Linked DNA regions of Mus musculus: regions 1, 2, 4 and 5 are each linked to region 3. Evidence: chromatin contacts called from public promoter capture Hi-C data. All regions are on one chromosome and are shown on one strand. The core of a region is the stretch at or near the end of the contact, and the rest is flanking DNA. Distances in the headings are between cores, read along the strand shown.

The links. Promoter capture Hi-C pulls out the DNA fragments that hold promoters and counts their contacts.
Region 1: a contact with region 3 is called in a promoter capture Hi-C map of pre-B cells, with 4 times the contacts expected there. The contact joins the promoter of Dennd5a here to the promoter of Usp47 in region 3.
Region 2: a promoter capture Hi-C map of pre-B cells shows a contact between it and region 3, with 6 times the contacts expected there. The contact joins the promoter of Rpl27a here to the promoter of Usp47 in region 3. A contact is called at or near these places in 1 of 39 promoter capture datasets (pre-B cells), 2 of 484 Hi-C or Micro-C datasets (B cells and CD4 T cells), 1 of 115 datasets of contacts at active chromatin or transcription factors (regulatory T cell precursor) and 1 of 9 other capture datasets (liver).
Region 4: a contact with region 3 is called in a promoter capture Hi-C map of pre-B cells, with 4 times the contacts expected there. The contact joins the promoter of Tmem41b here to the promoter of Usp47 in region 3. A contact is called at or near these places in 2 of 39 promoter capture datasets (liver and pre-B cells).
Region 5: a contact with region 3 is called in a promoter capture Hi-C map of pre-B cells, with 6 times the contacts expected there. The contact joins the promoter of Akip1 here to the promoter of Usp47 in region 3. A contact is called at or near these places in 2 of 39 promoter capture datasets (liver and pre-B cells).

Annotation. Positions count from the first base shown.
Region 1 is chr7:109,957,815-109,961,690 of GRCm38.p6, reverse strand. Dennd5a (DENN/MADD domain containing 5A) reads left to right here and starts at 1,269. Exons shown (of 23, transcript NM_021494.1): 1 at 1,269-1,617. The coding sequence starts at 1,509.
Region 2 is chr7:109,517,203-109,520,806 of GRCm38.p6, reverse strand. It overlaps Rpl27a (ribosomal protein L27A), which reads right to left and starts at 1,612. Exons shown (of 5, transcript NM_011975.3): 1 at 1,585-1,612; 2 at 1,159-1,222; 3 at 814-889; 4 at 165-339. The coding sequence starts at 1,587. It overlaps Snora3 (small nucleolar RNA, H/ACA box 3), which reads right to left and starts at 675; the gene lies at 556-675.
Region 3 is chr7:112,021,685-112,025,698 of GRCm38.p6, reverse strand. It overlaps Usp47 (ubiquitin specific peptidase 47), which reads right to left and starts at 2,193. Exons shown (of 29, transcript NM_001357952.1): 1 at 1,953-2,193. The coding sequence starts at 1,991. It also overlaps Gm3960.
Region 4 is chr7:109,984,798-109,988,699 of GRCm38.p6, reverse strand. It overlaps Tmem41b (transmembrane protein 41B), which reads left to right and starts at 2,470. Exons shown (of 7, transcript NM_153525.5): 1 at 2,470-2,738. The coding sequence starts at 2,618.
Region 5 is chr7:109,701,658-109,705,497 of GRCm38.p6, reverse strand. It overlaps Akip1 (A kinase (PRKA) interacting protein 1), which reads right to left and starts at 1,820. Exons shown (of 6, transcript NM_020616.2): 1 at 1,722-1,820; 2 at 1,328-1,552; 3 at 467-547. The coding sequence starts at 1,546. It also overlaps a transcript of Denn2b not described here.

The DNA.
Region 1 (3,876 bases), core at 20-2,519, 2.1 Mb after region 3:
ACAACAATGACAATGTATATAATATTTATGGAGTGCCTTCTATGTTCTGGGTATAATCCTCACCACTTTACCTATACATGCATTTATTTTGTACTTTGACAAAAATCATGCCTGTTGGCACCTAGAAATTACATAAGTAAGTTGCCAATATCATATTGTACATTATAAGTCAGAATTCAAACTGGGGGACTGTTTCTAGAGCCCATGCTAGCAGCCACTACAGTTTCTCTTCCTTGGCCTCTGATGTTACAGTACAGACCCACCTGAGCCTGGTGTGATGATGCAGGCCTTTAAGCCCAGCACTGAGCAGGCAGAAGAAAGAGTATTGCATCAGGGTAATACAGGTACATAGCAAGTTCTGGGTCAGACAGGTCTATAAGTGAGACCCTATCCAAAAAAACCAAATCAAATCAATCAACCAACCAACCACCAAAAGAAGACACATCTGGCTAGCTTCTGTAGAAAATGAAGTCAGAGGGTCTGTTCTTTAGACAAGAGACAAGGACCAGGAGGTTTCACCTGTTCAGCCACCCTTTCTCTTCTACAAGCAAATTCTCACTAGAAGGAAGAAAGGAATGAATGAATGAATGAATGAATGAATGAAGGGTGATGGATAGATGGATGAATGGACAGAGAATTCTGTGAGCATGAAAAGAACTAAGTGAAGGGGGAGGGAGACTTCTGGGGCTTCATGAAAGGGGGAGAGTTTGGTGCATGGAAGAAGCCCTGCTTGTGGGGTGCGGGGCAGTGAGCTAGCGCAGGATTCAAGCGTAGGGTTGTTTCTTGCATTTTTTGAGCCTCAGTTTCCCTATCTGCAAATTAAAGGTAAATAGAAGATAAGCTGACCCACTCTCTCCAAAGAACAGAGTTTCCTCAGATCTATTGGGGAAAGCTGACACTGAGGAGAGGTGACAAGGAGAAGCTGCTCTGTGGTGACAGTATAGGAGCAGGATTCGGTGGGCTTCACAGTTCAGCCCTGCAGCTCTTATGCCGGTGACACGGCCAGCACGAGCCACCATGGCCCACTCTTTCCGCACACCGCATCCGATTTCTCTAAAGGGTGTCGCAGTCGCGTGGAGGTGGCTGCAGTCGCGGGATCCCAGCAGCTGACCGCTGGCCACTCTGTGGTGGCTGCTCTGGAAGCCCAGGCCCCCGGGGCCCAAAGAGCATCACGTCATCCTTTGCGCCCGACGACCGCCCCTCCCCGACCGCGCGTGCGCACGCGGTGGCGGCGGGTGGGGGGCCGCGGTGGGGCGGGCGGCCGCTCTCCGCCCTTCCTCAGGCTTGCTCAGGCCGCGGTGCAGAGGACAGCGTCCAGGATGCGGCGCGGGGTGGCCCGGCGCCCCCCTGCCCCGGCACGGCAGCGGCGGCCGCTAGGACCCGGCGAGGCCCGGGGGCGGCGGCCGGAGCCTCGGTAGCGGCGGCGGAGGGAGCGGCGGCTGAGGGCGGGCGGGCGGCCGGGGGCGGGGGCTCGGCTCCGCGCGGCTTGCCCCGCTCGGCCCGGAGCCATGAGCGGCGGCGGCGGCGGAGGGGGCTCGGCGCCCAGTCGCTTCGCCGACTATTTTGTCATCTGCGGGCTGGACACCGAGACCGGGCTGGAGCCGGACGAGCTGTCGGGTGAGTGCGCGCGAGCCCGGGCTAGGGCCCGCGGGGCCCGCTTTGTCCCGGGAGCCCAGTGAGGGTCGGGCGAGCAGACGGGACGCGGGTCCCGCGGGCCTGCTGCCCCCCGCGCGGTGGTCGCCGCGTCGGCAACCTGGGGAGACGCGGACGCTGGGTGCGCTCAGAGGTCGAGGGGCTTAGTCCACAATGAAGGGAAGCTTGCCTTCTAGCACCCTTTTGGGAGGAAAGAAGTTAGCCCACTTCCTAGTGAGAGTTAGTCCCACCCAGACTTTTCAAAAGAGCAAAACAAAAACTTGATGAGTTTATTTGGCCTCTTCCCAAGAAGCCGGCGAGACCAGTTCCTCAAAACCGTTATAACTCACTCCTGAGCAGGCCAGGCCCGGGCTTTTCCTTCACAGTTCTGCCCCTCTTGATCGGACGTGAAGTGACAAATTGAACCGGGTTACACCAAGAACGGGTTCTCTCTTGGCGCTAGAAAAGAACTTGTACCCAGGGCCATGCTTTTGTTGTTGTTGTTGTTGTTGTTTGTTTTTTAAGTTAATGTCCTTTACCAGGCGAGGGTCATTTGTGAATGAAGGCAGCGCGTCCCAGTTGGACAGGTTGTGCAGTGTTGTGATGCCTCTCAAGTTATCTTTCGAAGAGGAAGTGATGGGGGAGTGACAGTGAGGCCCTGATGAGATTTGGCACCCATTGCTTGAAGGTGTAAGAATTATAAAATCCCCGGTGAATTCCTGCGCGCCCACATTGGAGTTGCAACAGTTTTGAAAAGTTTTTGGGTGGCCAGTAAGCAGGTTTCAGTGGTTGGAGGCTTGTCGTGTTAGACTTTAAAGTTATGTCATGCTGATTCGATGAGGGAAACTCCTCTCCCCCTTTCTGTCACGATGTGGTAGTCATTGAACACCGTACAGTTTCTCTATTGAAAGTGATCATCCAGTCTTGGATTTTTTTTTTTTTGTCACTCCAGTTTGTTTGTTTGTTTCTCCTCCGATTCTTCTTCTTCCTCCTCCTCCTCCTTGTCTTCCTCTTTCTCCTCCTTATCTCTCCAACCCCCCACTGGTTTCTTGGTGTAGCTCTAGTTGTATTAAAACACACTCTGTAGGCCAGTGTGGCCTCAAAGTCAGAGATTTGCCTGCCTCTGACTCTTGGGTGCTGGGATTAAAGGAGTGCAACACTACTGCCTGGTGAATTCCACTGTTTCTTATGGGGAAAAAAAAGAGTGCACACTTCAGATGATAAAGCTGGATTGTCTTTTAAAACTATGAGAAACTGATGCCTTATACAACACCCTGAAGTAGGAATGGGCTGATCCTAGCTAAGCCTTTGTTCTAGCCTGAGTAGTCCAAGCTCAAAGTACAGACAGATGTTGCCATCTGGTTCATAAGGATTAACTTTAGAATTGTGGATGATGTAGTTGTTGGATTGCAGTTCCAGGTATTGGTGGTGGATGGGATGTGAGAGGGAAATGAGGCCCAGAAGGACAGCAGGGATGATATCGGTCCAAAACTTCTTTGGTGGCATGCTGCACCACAGCAGCCTCTCTGGAGGTTTTTAAAAAACAGTAACGTGGTCACTGGTGTACATCTGTTATCCCAGCGTTTGGGAGGCAGAGGCAGGAAGATTGCCACAAGTTTAAGGCCCGACTGGCCTTCATAGTGAGACCCTGGCGAAAAAGACAAAAGAAAAACAAACTAACCTGTTGAGAAGGGTTAAAAACAACAGTCTTTCTGGATGAAAGAAGCTCAAAGGTAGAGTAAACTTTTTATGGTGTACTATTATTGAATGTCTGTTAGTTGTGTAGCTGTTTGGTCTTAGAAAGTAGAGATAGCCTTAAGAGGTGGCGTAAGCCTGTGAGATCCTTGTTCCGGAAACTGGAGGATCTGGAGTTCAAGGTCATTTTCAGCTTTAAAAAAAAAAAAAGAAACAAAGAAAGGAAACCAGGCAGTGTTTGGGTTAGAATGGACAGACGTGTTGGCTATTGGCTGTATTTGTGCCTGGGCAAATTAGATAACTGGAGGGTAGACCTGGAAACTTAAAAAGCAATCTGTCTTTCACCAAAAAAGAAATGTTATTCTCTTTTATATCTGTTAATATCTGTTAATTATCTGGCTTCTCAGCAAGCTAAAATTATATCCCTGTATAACCTTATTGGAGAATAAAGAGGGGATGAGTTGTATAATGTGTAAGAAGGGCATTCTGTGTATTCTTTAATTTGGTTGCAGTCGTGTAATGCCGAGGGCATATATCCAATAGCTGGCT
Region 2 (3,604 bases), core at 363-2,862, 2.5 Mb after region 3:
GACTGGACTTCCAGAGAGCCTGTGTTCAATTCCCAGCAACCACATGGTAGCTCACAACCATCCATACATAATGGGATCCGATGCCCTTTTCTGTTGTTTTTCTCTGAAGAGTGTTCTCATATACATAAAATCTTTTAAAACGAATGGCAAGTCAGTTCACTCACTGATCGAACAACATCAATGATGGGAGCAACTCCAGTCTTGTTTTTTGCCGCATTGACCCGTGTCTGCTCGCTGACCAATGTCCACAGTTTATCCAGGTTGACTGTTGGGCAGAAGCTCTGGTTCCTCTTCAAGTGGTAATGCCGCATACCAACTTTCCCAAAGTAACCTGGGTGACTGGGGAGGGAAGGCAACCATCTTCAGAGCCTCACTGAGAAAACTTATCTTTGTAGTTGTCTCCTAGTGAGTGTAAGTGTTCACTACTGTAAACATTGACACAGCAGGCACCAGATACAATTTTTGAACTAAAAGTCAGGTCACTCAGTAGCACCCCCACTCCTTAAAGGATTCCCTAAATAGGGTGCAACGTAACTTTGAATGGGTTAACTTGACATATGTCACTAACCTGGTGACTGACTGTGCCAGAAAGTCCACACAGCCAGTGAATAAGGTCAGCAGTTATTCTTCGAGGACTTAAGCACACTAAGGCAACAAGCAATACCTGAGCGTGACTCTAGCCTCGGACAGGTCCCCTCAGTTCAAGTGCAGCGTTTACTTGCTAAAGCTAGCCATACCAAATGGTAAGAAGCCCGTTTCCAGGGAGACACCGTCCTAACTCACCCCTTCAGCCCCCACTTCCAAAACACTCACTATTTGTCAAAGTTGATCCTGTGGTGGTGCATGCCTCCAGCATTCCCGCGGCCGCCTGGGTGCTTGCGGTGCTTACCTGTCGGCACACAAAGCAACTTGTGTGACTTATAGCTGCTCACATGCCCTTATTCCTGCTCTCAGTTTACCATCCGTTTCTAAGCCCGATTTATCAAGACTCGGGGATAGAAGGAACATTTACGGCATTTCACATCCCAGCGGCATGTGTTTAACTCTCACCCCGCTACCAACATAAAGTAGGGGAACTGCAAGTGTTTCCTTCCACCCACGGATGTCTACTTTCCAACAAAACTCCAAAGGCCAAACGCCGAGGAGGCGCACACTTACCGATGCGGCCGTGGCCGTGGCTCACGTGGCCCCGGAGTTTCCGGGTCTTCCTCAGTCTGGATGGCTGCGTGGGAAAAACAGCAAAGTGGTTAGGCCTGCTTAGAGGATGGGGAGACCGGGGAGAGGGCAGCAATGCCTGCCTGCCCGGATCAGGCCTGCACACGAGGACTTGCCTTCTGGAGCACCGGCTAAGCCGAGGCCGGGACTCAGAGCGTGCTCAGCCGCCCGGGCCCGCACGTCCACGCGATCCCAGCTCTGGTCGGAACACGCGGCCCCACGTTCCTCGCCCCACACCCGAGTGGGTCATCCCGCCCCGCAGGCTACGCCCAGCCATGGAGACCCACTAGGACCATAGCAAGCAGCTGAAAGGCTGGGAAGCAGAGCCCCGACCCTCCGCGATGGAGCGGAGGCCAAGAGAAGACCTACCATGGCGGTGGCAGAAAGGGAAAAGGGAGGAGCTCACGAAGTCTCGCGAGGTAGCAGGCGCGGGGGCGGGACCAATGCTTCATTTCCGGCCAGGAGGCCGGCTTCGGGAAGGGCTCCTGACGTCACGGCTCCCGGCGCCCGCCTCTTCCTTTCCGTGTGGATGGGCGGGGTGAACCGGTGGCGCCCGCCCCCGGAAGCCCCGGTAGCTCCTCCCTAGTCGAGCGCCGCTGCGGCCGGTCATCGTCGGAGTGCACTGTTCTTTTCTGGTGCGGTTGGTTTTTGTCTCCGGGCAGCAATGGCGGTGGCTCAGAGCATCGGCAAGACTTCCGCAGGGCCTCTGACGTCCCTTAAAGGGACACTGCCCTTCTCTTTTGCTCTGGTCCTCTCTTCATGTCCTGCCAAATTTGAACAGCCTTCTGTGCTTCAGGGATCTAGATTCTGTAACTATTTTGTATAAACATCACATTTGAATTTTCTCCAGACTCTGGCTGGTATGCTTTTACTCCCCTGGACCCGAGGTTCCCAGCCCAGCGTGCTCCTCATACAAGTATTTTCCGTGTCGACCTTCTTGGACCTGTTTTGTTACTTGTTTACTCGAACTATCACACTTGTAACTTCTAATTGCCAAGTTACATTTTTCTTCCCGATAGAGCCCAGATTCTCTAAGGGTTCAGGACTGGGCAATTTTGCTTGTTTTCCTTTTAAATCCATGAGTTCCTGGCGTGTAGCCTGCTTGCTAACAAAAGTGGTACACTTGTGCACAAGATTCTAACCCCTTAATCTGTTTTATTGTTTCTTACTTGATCCGTTAAACTAAAGAATATTCTAGTCAAAACTCTCAGAAAGCAGAGTGGGCAAATCCTGTCTGTCTGCTAGCTTCTTGCTCGGTGTTTAGTCCATTACAATCTGGGCAGTTTGACTTTAGCCACACCATTTCCTCAAGATCTTGTATTTGTTTTGAGACAGGGTCTTACTCTGAAGCCAAGGCTGGCCTTGTACCTCCTGACTGCTGGAGTTACACTCCTAATCGATTGGCTAGGCATGATGGTCTCGAACTTTCTCGTGTGGGCTGTAATAGCATATCTATGGCTGTCCTTGTTCAGCTCCTATTCAGGCAGTCCTGTTGGTGATACTATGGGTGTGGCTTCTTACACTCCTAGGACACACAATTTCACAGTAAAGCCTCTGATCTCTGGCTCTTACAGTCTTTCCCTCGCCTTAGGTGGAGGGGTTGTTTTACAGATTTATCCAGTGGGACTGGACTTCACACCTCTGCATTTTGATTGGTTATAGCTTTCTATATCAGTTTCTTTCTGCCTGTTGCAAAGAGAGCTTTCTTTGAGGGCTGAGGACTACCATTTTCTGTTATAAGGACAAATATTAGAACTACCCATGCCTTCACTGCTAGTATCCCAGTACCACTCTTGATTTCCCTAACCTTAACCTTTTGATCCTCCAGTCTTAGCTTCCCATGTTCTGAGATTTTAAGCATGTACCCTCATGACCAACTCTTTCTGAACTCTAAAGAATAGAGGAACTACCTTAGTATTCTACTACTTCCAATAGCACTCCAGGCCACAATGGTAAGACCCCCAACATCCTCAGAGCGCCTTGAACTTTACAAAATCTAGCTTCATTTTTTCATGAGACAAAAGACACAGAACTGGGTGACTTGTCCTAGGTTATAAAGTTGGTAGGGTACAGAGCCTGGACCTAGCCTTCCCCTTCCCTCTCCAGATTCCCCGTTTTTAGTCTCAGTGACCACTCCCTTTTGACCTCACAATACTCTGATCTTCATCTCTCCTTCATCTCACAGGCATTAATCATATACTGCCTAAGTCTAGCAGAAAGAGAGGTTTGAGAGTTGGGATCAAAATTTAAGAAGAGATCTGCTGCTGTCCCATATGTTCAAGGAATGAGCCAAATTACTTAGAAATTACCATTAGGGACGTGATCTATCAATGGAGGAAAGCTAGCTAGGAAGAGCCTTGGGAATAGAGGGTAACATTAAGTGAATTTT
Region 3 (4,014 bases), core at 944-3,443:
CACTATCTGGCTAGGTAAAGAAAAAGTCTGCATTTCAAGAGCACTTCGGTGTATATCCCAGGAAGCAGGAACTGTGGATAAAGTACTGAAAGCCAGGAACAGGAAATAAAGCATAACATCCAGAAGGAAAAAAAAGTTAGGTTCATCTGATAAGGGAGATCTCCTCAGATAATCGAGAGTTCAATCGTCCCGGAGGTGAAACTAGCATTGCAATATCAGTTTTTAAAACAACAGGTAAGTTTGTGCAAAGCAGGATATGTGCACATCTCTATCAGGACTTCTACAAACCGAGTCATTAATATAATATTATGCAGGGTTGTACTTGTTGTTCTATTTTCTAAATGTTGGAAATTAAGGGTTAATTTTGTTTCTTAAGATTGGAAACCAGCACCAAAGGAAATGAAGGTTAGCTTTCTCGTAAAACCTATTCCTTCCTTCCTTGTTACTTAGTACAAAGTTCAAAATGCCGGACTGGACCATAGGAGGACTCACATTCCCGACTTCCTAACTCTCAGTTGTTGAAACTGTTCCAGAGGCAAGATCTTTAGTTCGTGCTTATCTGCTGTACTGAGACTTAGAGATGTCTGACAGATAAAATACTGACACACACACAACTCAGCCTTAAACAGCAAACAGGCACTCCACTGAGTTTGATAGCACACACTTTTAATCCCAGCATCGGGGGAGACAGACAGGGAAACCTCTTAAGAATTTCCAGGCCAGCTTATCTACAAGTGAGTTCCAAGCCAGCCAAGTCTGTACTTCAAAGTCCACATAGTAAGATCCTACCTCAAAACGGCAAAACAAAACCCTAAAAATCAACTTATTATCCATCTAAGGAAAGATGGGAAATTTTAACTATTCAGGTACAAAATAAAGTCACTTTGCATTGTGCCAGGGGTTGTCTGTGTAGCAACAAATTGCTACAATTAAAAAACAAACAAACAAAACCTAAACATTTAGGAATCCGAAATGATCGTGTATAAATATCAAGATCCTACCATCCTAATTTCAACTTAACACTTGGCATCTATTTAAGGTATATGAGATATAAAAGTCCAAAGCATTAAGCCTGACGACCAGCAGTTAAAAATACATGTTTGAATATGCTGAGGATATTTATAAAGCCAACGGACTATTAATATGTCGAAATCCACTGGCCAGTGCAGGATTCTACCTTTAATCTTCTACTACTGACTGTTCAAGGGAAGCCAAGAAGTCCGGGAGTCTTATGTCACTCGCTTTTAAGAATTTAAGTCACCCAAGTTGGCAACACCAGAAAAAGACCAAAATTACACACAAAAACAACGTTTCGTCTCTCCATATGGTGAAATTAACTCGGCTATCTCTTACCCTCCCGTTCAAGCCCCACTTAACTACTTTTTCAACGATCCTGGGTAGGCCCCATTTAGGCTGGCCGATAGTACTACGAAGTAACAGGAGGGGGAATGGAGGCTGGGGGGAGGGGGGTGGGGAGACCGACAACTCTTTAACAGTTAAGTCTGCCCTCCCACAGATCTCAACTTAGGTGTCGATTTCACAAGCCCCGTAAGCTATACGCTGTCAAACCCCAGAAGCAGCACCGTCACCCCGTCCTGCCCACGGGCAACTGTTCCAGAATGTTTTCTTTGAAACGATCTCTCTTAACTCTCTCGGCTCGACGTGTGTGAAGTCTGGACTTCAAAGGCCACTTTCTCTCCGCAATACTCCCCCCCACCCCCGGGAGCAGAACCCAACTCCTCGGGTCCAGTCTTTGATGCGTTAGCCCCTCGCAGCCGGAGCTCTCCCTCGGCTACGTGGCCCCGGGAACCAGCGGTCTCCAACTGCCCGCCGCGCCCACCGTCCACCCGGCCCCACGCCTGCCCGGCCCTAGCCTTGCCTCCCGCTCGGGGCCTGCACGACTTCGAGCGGACCGCAGGCTTCGGGCCTAGTCTGGCCCGCCGGCCCCTCACCTCCTTCGGGACCAGTTGGTTCTCCTCGCCGGGCACCATCGCTCAGACTCCGACCGCTCGTCTCCGCCCTGCCTGCGGGGGCCTGGTGGAGGTGGCGGCGGCTGTGTCTCAGGAGAGAACGGCAGCGACAGTCATCCTCCCAGCCGCCTGCGCTCCAGCAACTGAGGAGGCCTCCGCTCAGGCCTTAGACACCAGCGCGCAGACACCGACCCAGGGCGCCGCCGCCGTCGCCGCTGCTGCCGCCGCCGCTGCCGCCGCCGCCGCCGCCCCTCCCCCGGCCCGCGGCAATCAATGGAAAAATGGCGGCCGCCGCTCTCGCGAGAATTCAACGCAGTGGGCGCGCGGCCCGGCGTCTGGCGCCTGGGGTATGCAGGCGGCCGTCGTGAGCTCGGGATCTTCTCACCTCTTGCTCAGCCCCGGGGTACGCCGCGCTACGCTGGTTGAGAGCCGGTGTAGGCGCTTTTCACTACGGGGAAGCCGGTCCTCCCATCCTCCGGCTCCCTCTGTCGGCCGAGGGAGGGACGAGGCCCCTGCGTCACGAACGAGCTCCAGTTCAAAGCCCCCCTTTCAGCCCTGCAGTCCCCAGACTCTTTCCTGGTCTCCAGCGACCCCGCTGCAGCCCCACTTGAGGAACCTTTGGCCTCGAGCTGGTAAACAACGCGCCTTGTAGAGAAATCGCCTTTCTGGCTTTCGCCCTCAAGGCTCTGGTCCTCGTCTGTCATGTTTTCGTGGCCGCCCCACTCTCCTTAGGGACCTCGGTGCCCATCAGCTAGCCCCTGGAGCCCCTTAAAGAGGGGTCACTACACTTAGAGGTGCTCCCCTGCACCCTTCTGGGTGGCTTGCTGTCATCCTCCTACAGGGCCAAGTCTGAGGGAGCCTTTTGAGAGCAGAGCTGTGGTGCGCTTCAACCTGTGCTGTCCTTTTGAATATGTTTTTTTTTGTAATCTCCCCAGACGGTAAATACCATGTGTTTGACCAAACAAATCTCCTATTAGTCATTTTCCTTCACCGCACTCCTTCCATTATGAAGACCCAGTGAGACGTCTTTCATGAAGACTTTTGGCAAACTAGTCCTCTTACAGCCTGCTGAGTTAATTCCATTGTGCCATGTACCCAGCATCCACAGCGCCAACTCCTTTACCTATGCTATTGGTTCGCCAAACTTGTTACTATTGAACACCCCACACCCAAGAAAAGCTCTCTATACAGTTATGTAAGATTTATTAGAATTCTGCTATTTGTGGCACTGTAAAACATCTACAAATTCTAAAAATTATAGCAAAGACAGACATTTAAAATAAACGAGATTTTAAGTAGTAATGGTATAAAAAAATCCATTAACCCTACTGAAAATATTTAGTGAACGCACTCTGATTGACTAGGTTTCATTAGTTTTTTAAAAGCTAATTCTTTGTGAAACACTTATTAAAATATCTGATTCAGTGTTCAGGTTATTTCTGTACTTGGCTTTAATAGCTGTCATAAGCTGAAAAAGGTAACCCACAAAGATTTTGATCCTAATGGAAGAAGTGCATTTTCAACTACTATTACTAATACAATGCTCATTTTTATCTGTTTCAGCTTCCAGCCATACAAAGGGTTTTGTTGAAATTCAGCTACTAATTTTCCATCTTTCCTAATGTCAACTAGAATTTTTATGTTTTAACAGGTGGGCTGCAGTGGTGAAGGACTTTCCAAGCATACAGAGCGTTCCGAATTCAATCCCTACCTCCTTCTCCCAGAACAGTCAAATACCTTCTCCCAAAACAATCAACAAAATAAAAACAAAAATCCAAGTAGACTAAAAATTCTTTAAATACACTACTCAGATTTCTGAAAAGGCCAAAAAAGTCTGTCTTCATGTTTAAGCATACATATGATGAGTTTGGGAAGAGTGTTTAATTTTTTTTATTTTTTATTTTGTGTGTATCAGAGTGTACATGAACCACAACCATGCAGCTCACAGATGTTGGAAGAGGCACCAGATGCTCTGGGATTGGTGTTATGGGCAGTTGTGAGTCACTTGGGTCCTCTGTAAGAGCAACAAGTGCTCTTAACTACT
Region 4 (3,902 bases), core at 1,221-3,720, 2.0 Mb after region 3:
TTCGGAACATGTGTATCTGCTGACCTTCTAAGCCACACTCTTTCTATTAAACCATAGTTGAGACTAATGAGCAGCCCCAGAAGCTTGACAGAAACAGAGTTTGTTTCCTGCCAAACGCACCAGATAGAGATCCTACATGCTCCAGGTGTGTGGCAATACTTTCAGTATGTACACAAAACCCTAAACCACCCTTGTGAGATGCTGTTCCATCTCCAACAGCAAATGCTGCAGTGTGAAGCTGACAAGAGGATCACAGACTCAAAGGTGAGGCTGGTTATAGCTCTGTAAAGGATGGTGATAGGCATACCCCTGTGTCTCATCATTTGTCCAGTGAAATGGCTGGCTAGCTAGCTAGGAACACTTAACAATGATGTAGATATTCAACATGGAAAAGGATTAGAAACATGGTTGACCATACTAATGCTTTAAAATGACTTATCAGTTTACCCTGTGACTAGAATAAATTCTTATTCCCTTGAGGGGTGAGAGTTGCTTTGTGTTGACAAACTACTATACTAACATTATTTGATATCACATCACACATATGCTCATTTTTTTCTAATCTTTTCTAATCTTCTCTGTATCATTCCAATTTTAGTATATGTGCTGCTAAAGCGAGCACATATGTTCACTTTTTATGTTTTATTTTTTTTAAAGATTTATTTATGAGTACACTGTAGTTGTGTTGAGACACACCGGAAGAGGGCATCAGATCTCATTTGTAAGCCACAATGTGGTTGCTGGGAATTGAACTCAGGACCTCTGGAAAAGCAGTCAGAGCTCTTAACCACTGAGCCATTTCTCCAGTCCCAGGTGTTCACTTTTTTTTTTTTTTTTTTTGGTTTTTCGAGACAGGGTTTCTCTACAGCCCTGGCTGTCCTAGAACTCACTCTGTAGACCAGGCTGGCCTCAAACTCAGAATTTCACCTGCCTCTGCCTAGCAAGTGCTGGGATTAAAGGTATGCACCACCATGCCCGGTCACGTATTCACTTTTTATAAAATGATTTTTTGTTTCTTTTTAATTTTAATTTTATTAACACTACACTTACTGCTGCGTGCTTGAATGTTATGTTGAAATCAGAGGACGCCAGGCTATGGTGGCGTACGCCTTTAATCCCAGAATTTGTGAGCCAGAGGCAGGGGAATTTCTGAGTTCAAGGTCAGCCTGACAGCCTGGTCTACAGAGCGAGTTGCAGGACAGCCAGGGCTACACAGAGAAACCCTGTCTCAAACCGCCCCCCCCCCCAAAAAAAAGTAATCAGAGGACAACTTCCAAGAGTTAGTTCTCACCTACTGCTATTAGGTCTCAGAGACCGAAATAAGCCTGTCAAGTTTAAGAGACAAATACTTCTACGCACTGAGCTGCCAATTCTCTAGATATCAGATTATTTCTTCTAAGTGTAATTACTGCTTAAGAACAATCCAATTCCCCACTCCCCCTTTTTGTCCAAATTTTAAAATACACTGCTAAGTTACTTTCACGAAGAAATTCCCCACTATTACCTTCGATACCTGCTTTTAAAAAAGATAACGAAAAAAATGTCAATTGGATAGGGGCATCGCTCAGCAACAGAATGGTGTGGTTTGTATGCCCAAGGTCTAAGATTATATCGACAGCAAGAACAAAACAAAACAGGGCTGGAGAGATGGCTCAGTGGTTAAGAGCACCGACTGCCCTTCCGAAGTCTTGAATTCAAATCCCAGCAACCACATGGTGGCTCACAAACATCCGTAATGAGATCTGATGCCCTCTTCTGGTCTGTCTGAAGACAGCTACAGTGTACTTAGATATAATAATAAATAAATCTTAAAAAAAAAAAAGAACAAGACAAAGCAAAATCCTAAAGAAGAGGTGACTCTAATATACTTACCAGTGAGAAGCTGGATATGAGGGGCAGAAGGAGAAAAACTGTCAAGAAGCTATGCCTTGGCTCAGGAAACGCCAAAATATAGCGAGTAAGGGTGAATTTACTTTGGACAGGTGAGTGAAAAACCTTGGACTCTAAACTAATTTCTGTCACTCTGTGATCTTCTTTGTTTCTAGGTCTCAATTTTGTGAGATTCAGGTACGTTTGTCTCATGTTTTAAATTTTACACGATTTTAAGAACAGGCTTCCAGCTTCCACAGCGCTTGTAACCCATTTGCTGCGGAACGAATGGAATCTCCAACACCAACTAGTCGCGCGCAGACACTTCCGGTTGGCGGAACAAAGAGTCTGAAGTACTCGAGCCTCACTTCCGTGTGACGAAAGCTACGCGGAGAAGTCGGACCTTAGGCCGCAGACCCATGACTTGCCAATGCGATATTGCTCATGCGCCCTACACCAGCGAGGTGGGCGGGGCCCCGGAGGGGGCGGGGTCGGCCCTGACTTGTCTCGCGGTTACTGGGCGTGCGGGAGCGCGCGAGGTTCGTGGGCGGTTCTGGGCGGGCCCTCACCTGATATCTCTGGAAGGCTCCGCCGAGTGTCAAGTTTTCGAGGTCGTCTCAGGTGAGGTGGTCGTGCCGGAAGTAGTTGTGCCTCGCGCCTGGGTGTTGAAAGAAAGCTGCGGGAGGAGCTTTAGTCATTCAAGGGGGCGCGGCACCAGTAGGAGCTCTTCGCGGCCCCCGCAGCAGCCATGGCGAAAGGCAGAGTGGCTGATCGATCGCCCACCGAAATGTTGCACTCGACCCCAGCCGGGGACCGGGCAGTGAGGACCCAGGGTTCCGCCGCGCCTGGCAGCAAAGATCATCTGAACGGTGAGTGGACCTGCGGGACGGGGCTGAGGCTGCCCTAAAGATTAGGACCCCGTGGTGCAGGTCGCAGGGAAAGAGGGACCTTTCAGCACCGAAGCATCTCAGCAAGAGAGTCCTGTACTTGGCGGGGAACCCAGCATGACAGAGGGCTAGACTCCTCCTAGTTAGTTTTTTCTCAATAGACTTTAGTCAAAGGAAGCGGTGACCCCGACTTGTGACACCAAATAGACCGGTTCGTTATCCAGGCCACCCAGACAGGTATTTGAGAGACTTGAGCTTTCGTTGTATTGTTTTACAGATGAACATACTGAGGACTATGCAGCTCCATGACTTGTGTAGAGTCACAGAGCCACACTAAGGTTGTGATTAAGAGCAAAGACTTGCCCTTCCAGGTGCCACTTGAAAGTGTCAGATTCTAGCCGGTGGTAGTTGTAGTTGCGCGTCCTTTTAATCCAGTTCTCCGGAGACAGACAAGTTCCAGGTTACACAGAGAAAACCCTGCCTCGAAAAAAACACAACATTTTCAGCTCTTGTGTTTCCATTTAACCTGGTTTGTAACTTAAAAAAAAAAAATTGTTTGATTTGTTTTCAAGCTAAGTAGCCCTGGTTGTATTGGAGGACCTTGCTCTGTAGATTAGACTGGCCTCTAAGGCAAAGAATGGCTTCCTTCAGCCTCCCAAGTACTTGGATCCAAGGCGTGCAGGCGTACACTACCGCCTTGTTTTTTTTTTTGTTTTTTTTGTTTTTTTTTTTTTTGGTCTTTCAAGACAGGGTTTCTCTGTATAGCCCTGGCTGTCCTGGAACTCACTCTGTAGATCAGGCTGGCCTCGAACTCAGAAATCGTCTGCCTCTGCCTCTCAAGTGCTGAGATTAAAGGCGTGTGCCACCACTGCACGGCCTTCGCCTTGTACTTTTTTTTTTTTTAATTTATTTATTACATGTAAGTACACAGTAGCTGTCTTCAGACACACCAGAAGAGGGTATCAGATCACGTTACAGATGCTTGTGAACCACCATGTGGTTGCTGGGATTTGAACTCTGGACCTTTGGAAGAGCAGTCGGGTGCTCTTACCCACTGAGCCATCTCACCAGCCCCCTCCCTGCCTTCTACTTTTTAAAAGACCTTGTTTGGTTCTGTAGGTCAAGCTGATTTGGAACTCAGAGATC
Region 5 (3,840 bases), core at 571-3,070, 2.3 Mb after region 3:
AGGAGCAGGTAGATCTAGGTGAGTTCGAGGCTGGCCCGGTCTACAGAGCAAGGTCCAATATAAGGAGGGCTACACAAAGAAACCCTGTCTAGAAAAACAACAACAAAAAACAAACCCTAACAAACAGACTTGAAGTTTTGGATTCAGCACATTTTGAAAACAAAACAATTCAGGTGTGATCCTGGAGATTTTCACTTCATTTCAAAGGAAAAAGGAAACACCCTCAAATCAAGTAACTGTGGGATTCAGCAAAGAAGCGCAATACTCCTTCACATGACTGAAAACTCAGAAGAGGCGGGAGAACATTTGTGCTTTGTTTATCCTCAACAGCTAGACTTAGGAAATGCGTCAATGTGCTTGCATTACCACCTGGCTTACGTAACTGATTATAATCTGCTCCCATGAAGGACTATAGGTCCTGGGAGAGATGACTGATTCTTCCCAAGTCCAGATCACACCAACTTACCCCACACTGACTTGAAGTATAGTCCATGAATTCAGCCATTGCTCCGAAGGAAGAGCTAAGGGTTGGGCACCTTTCTTCTCTCTGTTGTAATAAATGGCAAGTCATAGGTGAGACCTACAAATCCCCTACTGGAGAAGGACATCATTTGAGAAATAGCCCTTTTTCACTTTTAGGAAAGCTTCTGCAAGCTGAAACTGGTAAGAAGGATCTTGCTGAGAAAAAAAAAAAAAAATCCAACTCTGTAAACTAGATGTGCAATTTATCCAGGAACTAAAATAACTGGTTGGCTGGCTTTACTCACTATTGAGTAATGGGAAAGAACTGTTATTGTTGTTTATGATTTTTTGAGACAAGATCACATGTACACTAGGAAGACTTTGTACTTGATCCTTAGCCCCGACCTCCCAAGTTCTGGCACCACACTAAGAATTGTATTTATTTACTTTAGACAGGGTTTCACTAGGTAACACACGATGGCTTGAAACTTGCTATGTAGAACAGGCTAATCTCGAACTCAAGAGATCTGTCTGCTTCTGCCTCCTGGATGCTGAGATTAATGGTGTGCACCACCACACCCGGTAAGAAATTTTATGTTATAAGTAAGCAGAATACTACTATTCTTTTGTTATTCAAAAAGAATTGGGTCACACCGTGCTTGTACACAACCTCTTTAATACTAGTACCTAAATCGTAGGCAAGAGTTCAAGGCCAGCCTGGGCTATACGAGACCGTGTCAAAAGCAGTTTCCAAACAACGTTTCCACTTTTGCTCCAATGCGTTACATCTTCTGGACATGGGAGGCTTCCTCCCGCCCAGTGGCGGCGGAGAATGACTAGACAGTCCCCCAGCTCCCGGCCTCACCTCTCCTAGGAGGCGCTGGGAACCAGGGACCGACCATCTTTCCTGGTAGGGGCCCTGGCGGTAAAGGACCCCCACGTTGCCTCTGGATCGCTCTGGAGAATGCCAGTCCACTGCCCTCCTCTTGGCGCGCTCCAATACTTCCCTCCCCAGCCGAGCAGAGCGCTGGAGCGAGCGCCGGTCCACTCCGTTCAGCGCCGCGGCCGCCAGACAGTATTCCATGTCTCCCTGGACACATACACAGACAAGTCAACTAGGCCCGGATCCGGGCGGCAACTTCCCCGCGACCCCAACTCCCCCTTCGCCTGCATCGCGCAATCCAAGTGGGGAGGAACTAGCAGGCAGGACCCCTGCCCCTTGCACTTCCGCCTCTCAGACCCTGGGTACAGCCCCTCACCCGGCCTGCTTCTCCGGGCGCACGCGCATAGCGCTCACACGGACACGCCTTCCGTGTTCCCGCGGCCCTTCTTTCGCGCCAGTTGCCAAGCTAACTGCTGCGCGCCGTGGGCGGGGCCTGGCGATGGGCGGAGCCGGTGTGGGCGGGGCCGGGTCGAGGGGCACGTGGGCCCAGCCTTAATCAGCTTCAGACGCGAAGCGGGCGCTTGTTGTCGTTCGAGGACTTTCTTGCCGCGACAGGTCAGTGTGGATCCCGTGACTCGTTGCGCTAAAAACATTTGTGAGAGTAGGTGCATGCGGACCGTATTCAGGGGTCTCGCCACTCCAGAACCACTTTTGTGTGAGGAGGTGATGAGGCTAGCGGACCAACGCGACTGAGGAGGTAGTGCTGGGGAAAGGGCATTCTGTCAGAAGAACTCTCAAGGCTGGGGATGGAGGCCAGACGGAGGTCTTGGAACTGTGGGTGAGGGGACTGGTAAGACTCCAGGGGATGGCAGGTATTTCTTGGCAGGTTGGTAGAGGATGTAGTGGAGTGGTGAGTGGGGAATCCCGTCATTCCCTTCCTGCAGCTTCCTCATTCCTCCCTTGGAAGAACAGATTCACACAATTTTGTTGGAGGTTTATTTGTTTGTTTGTTTTTGACAGTCTCACTGTGCAAACCCTCACTATGTAGACCAGGCTGGCTTTCAGTCTCTTTGGTCCTGGGATCTGGACCTACCATTCAAGCATCAATCGTATCACTTTTTAAAGTAAGAAATGGATCAGATACCTTTCAGAACACCATGGGGCTATGGTGAAAGCCCTGGGTCTCAGCGGGAGTGACACCCCCTGGTGAGCAGCAGGGCGTGAATGGGGAGAAAGTTCCACTTTAAGGAACATTGCTCAGTGCGGGGTGGGTCCCTCACAGGACACAAAGGAATTCTCAGTCCTTAAGTAGTGTGAATAGAGAAACATTTGCCCACAAACCTAGCTACCTGAGATTCCTTGAAATCCATGCCAGAAGCCAGGATCTGTAGTGTGCATCTGTCAGCCCTACCCTGCAACAGTGACATAAGAGGTGAGGACAGGAAATTGGCTAGAACTCCTGGACTAGACACCTTGAATTATATAGTCTAGCAGTAGCAACAAGCAAGACCCTGCCTTACACATGGCAGAAGGTGAGAACGGACTCCCAAAAGTTGTCCTCAGACCTCCATACACTTTCTTTGGCACACATGTACTACATTCACACACATAAAAAATGAGTAAAAAGTAGTCTAGTTCTTATTGATGAATGATTCTCACTTCAACTTCAGGATCTAGGTAGCCTCTATTCTGATTGACATCCCCATAAATTTGCCTTTTTCTGGCGATTCATACAAATAAAATCATATGGTATGTGGCCCTTTGGACCGGTCTCTTTCATTTAGATTACTTTGAGGCTTGTCTGAGTTATAGTATATAGTACATTGTCATCCCTTTTTATGGATAAATAATATTCCATTATATGAATATACTGTATTTTGTTTATTCATCACTTGGAACTATTTCCATCCTGGAGGCCTATTCTGATAATGCATTCTAAGACTAAATATTTTCATTTCTCTTGAGCAGAAACTTTGAAGTAAAAATTTTGAGAGTATTATAAATTTATATTTACATGATATGAAACTGCCAGGCTGTTATTCAAAGTTGCTGCACAGTTTTATATTCCCACAACTGGCCGCTTTTCCGTGTCCACTCTAGCGTTTGTTGCCTTTTTGTGTTGCAGTCCTTCTCCTGCTGGTGTGAGTATGAAGTGACAGTCTCTGGGGCTTCAGTTAGGATTTCCATAGTGACCGGTACTGCTGTAGACCGTTTCTTGTTATTTCTAGCTGTTCCTATGTGCCCTTTGCTGAAATACCTGGTCAAATCCTTTGTCTGTTTTTTAATATGGTTTGTCTGTGGTTTTTAAAAATTATTATTGGGCAATAAGAGTTCAAATTCTGAATATAGGCCCCCTTTATTAGATATACGGTTTGTAATAATTATATATTATACAAATAATATGATATATTAATATATAATAATATATAAATGTATACAATGTACTTAATAATATATAATATACCATCACAGTATATTCTGTTTTTCATTTTCTT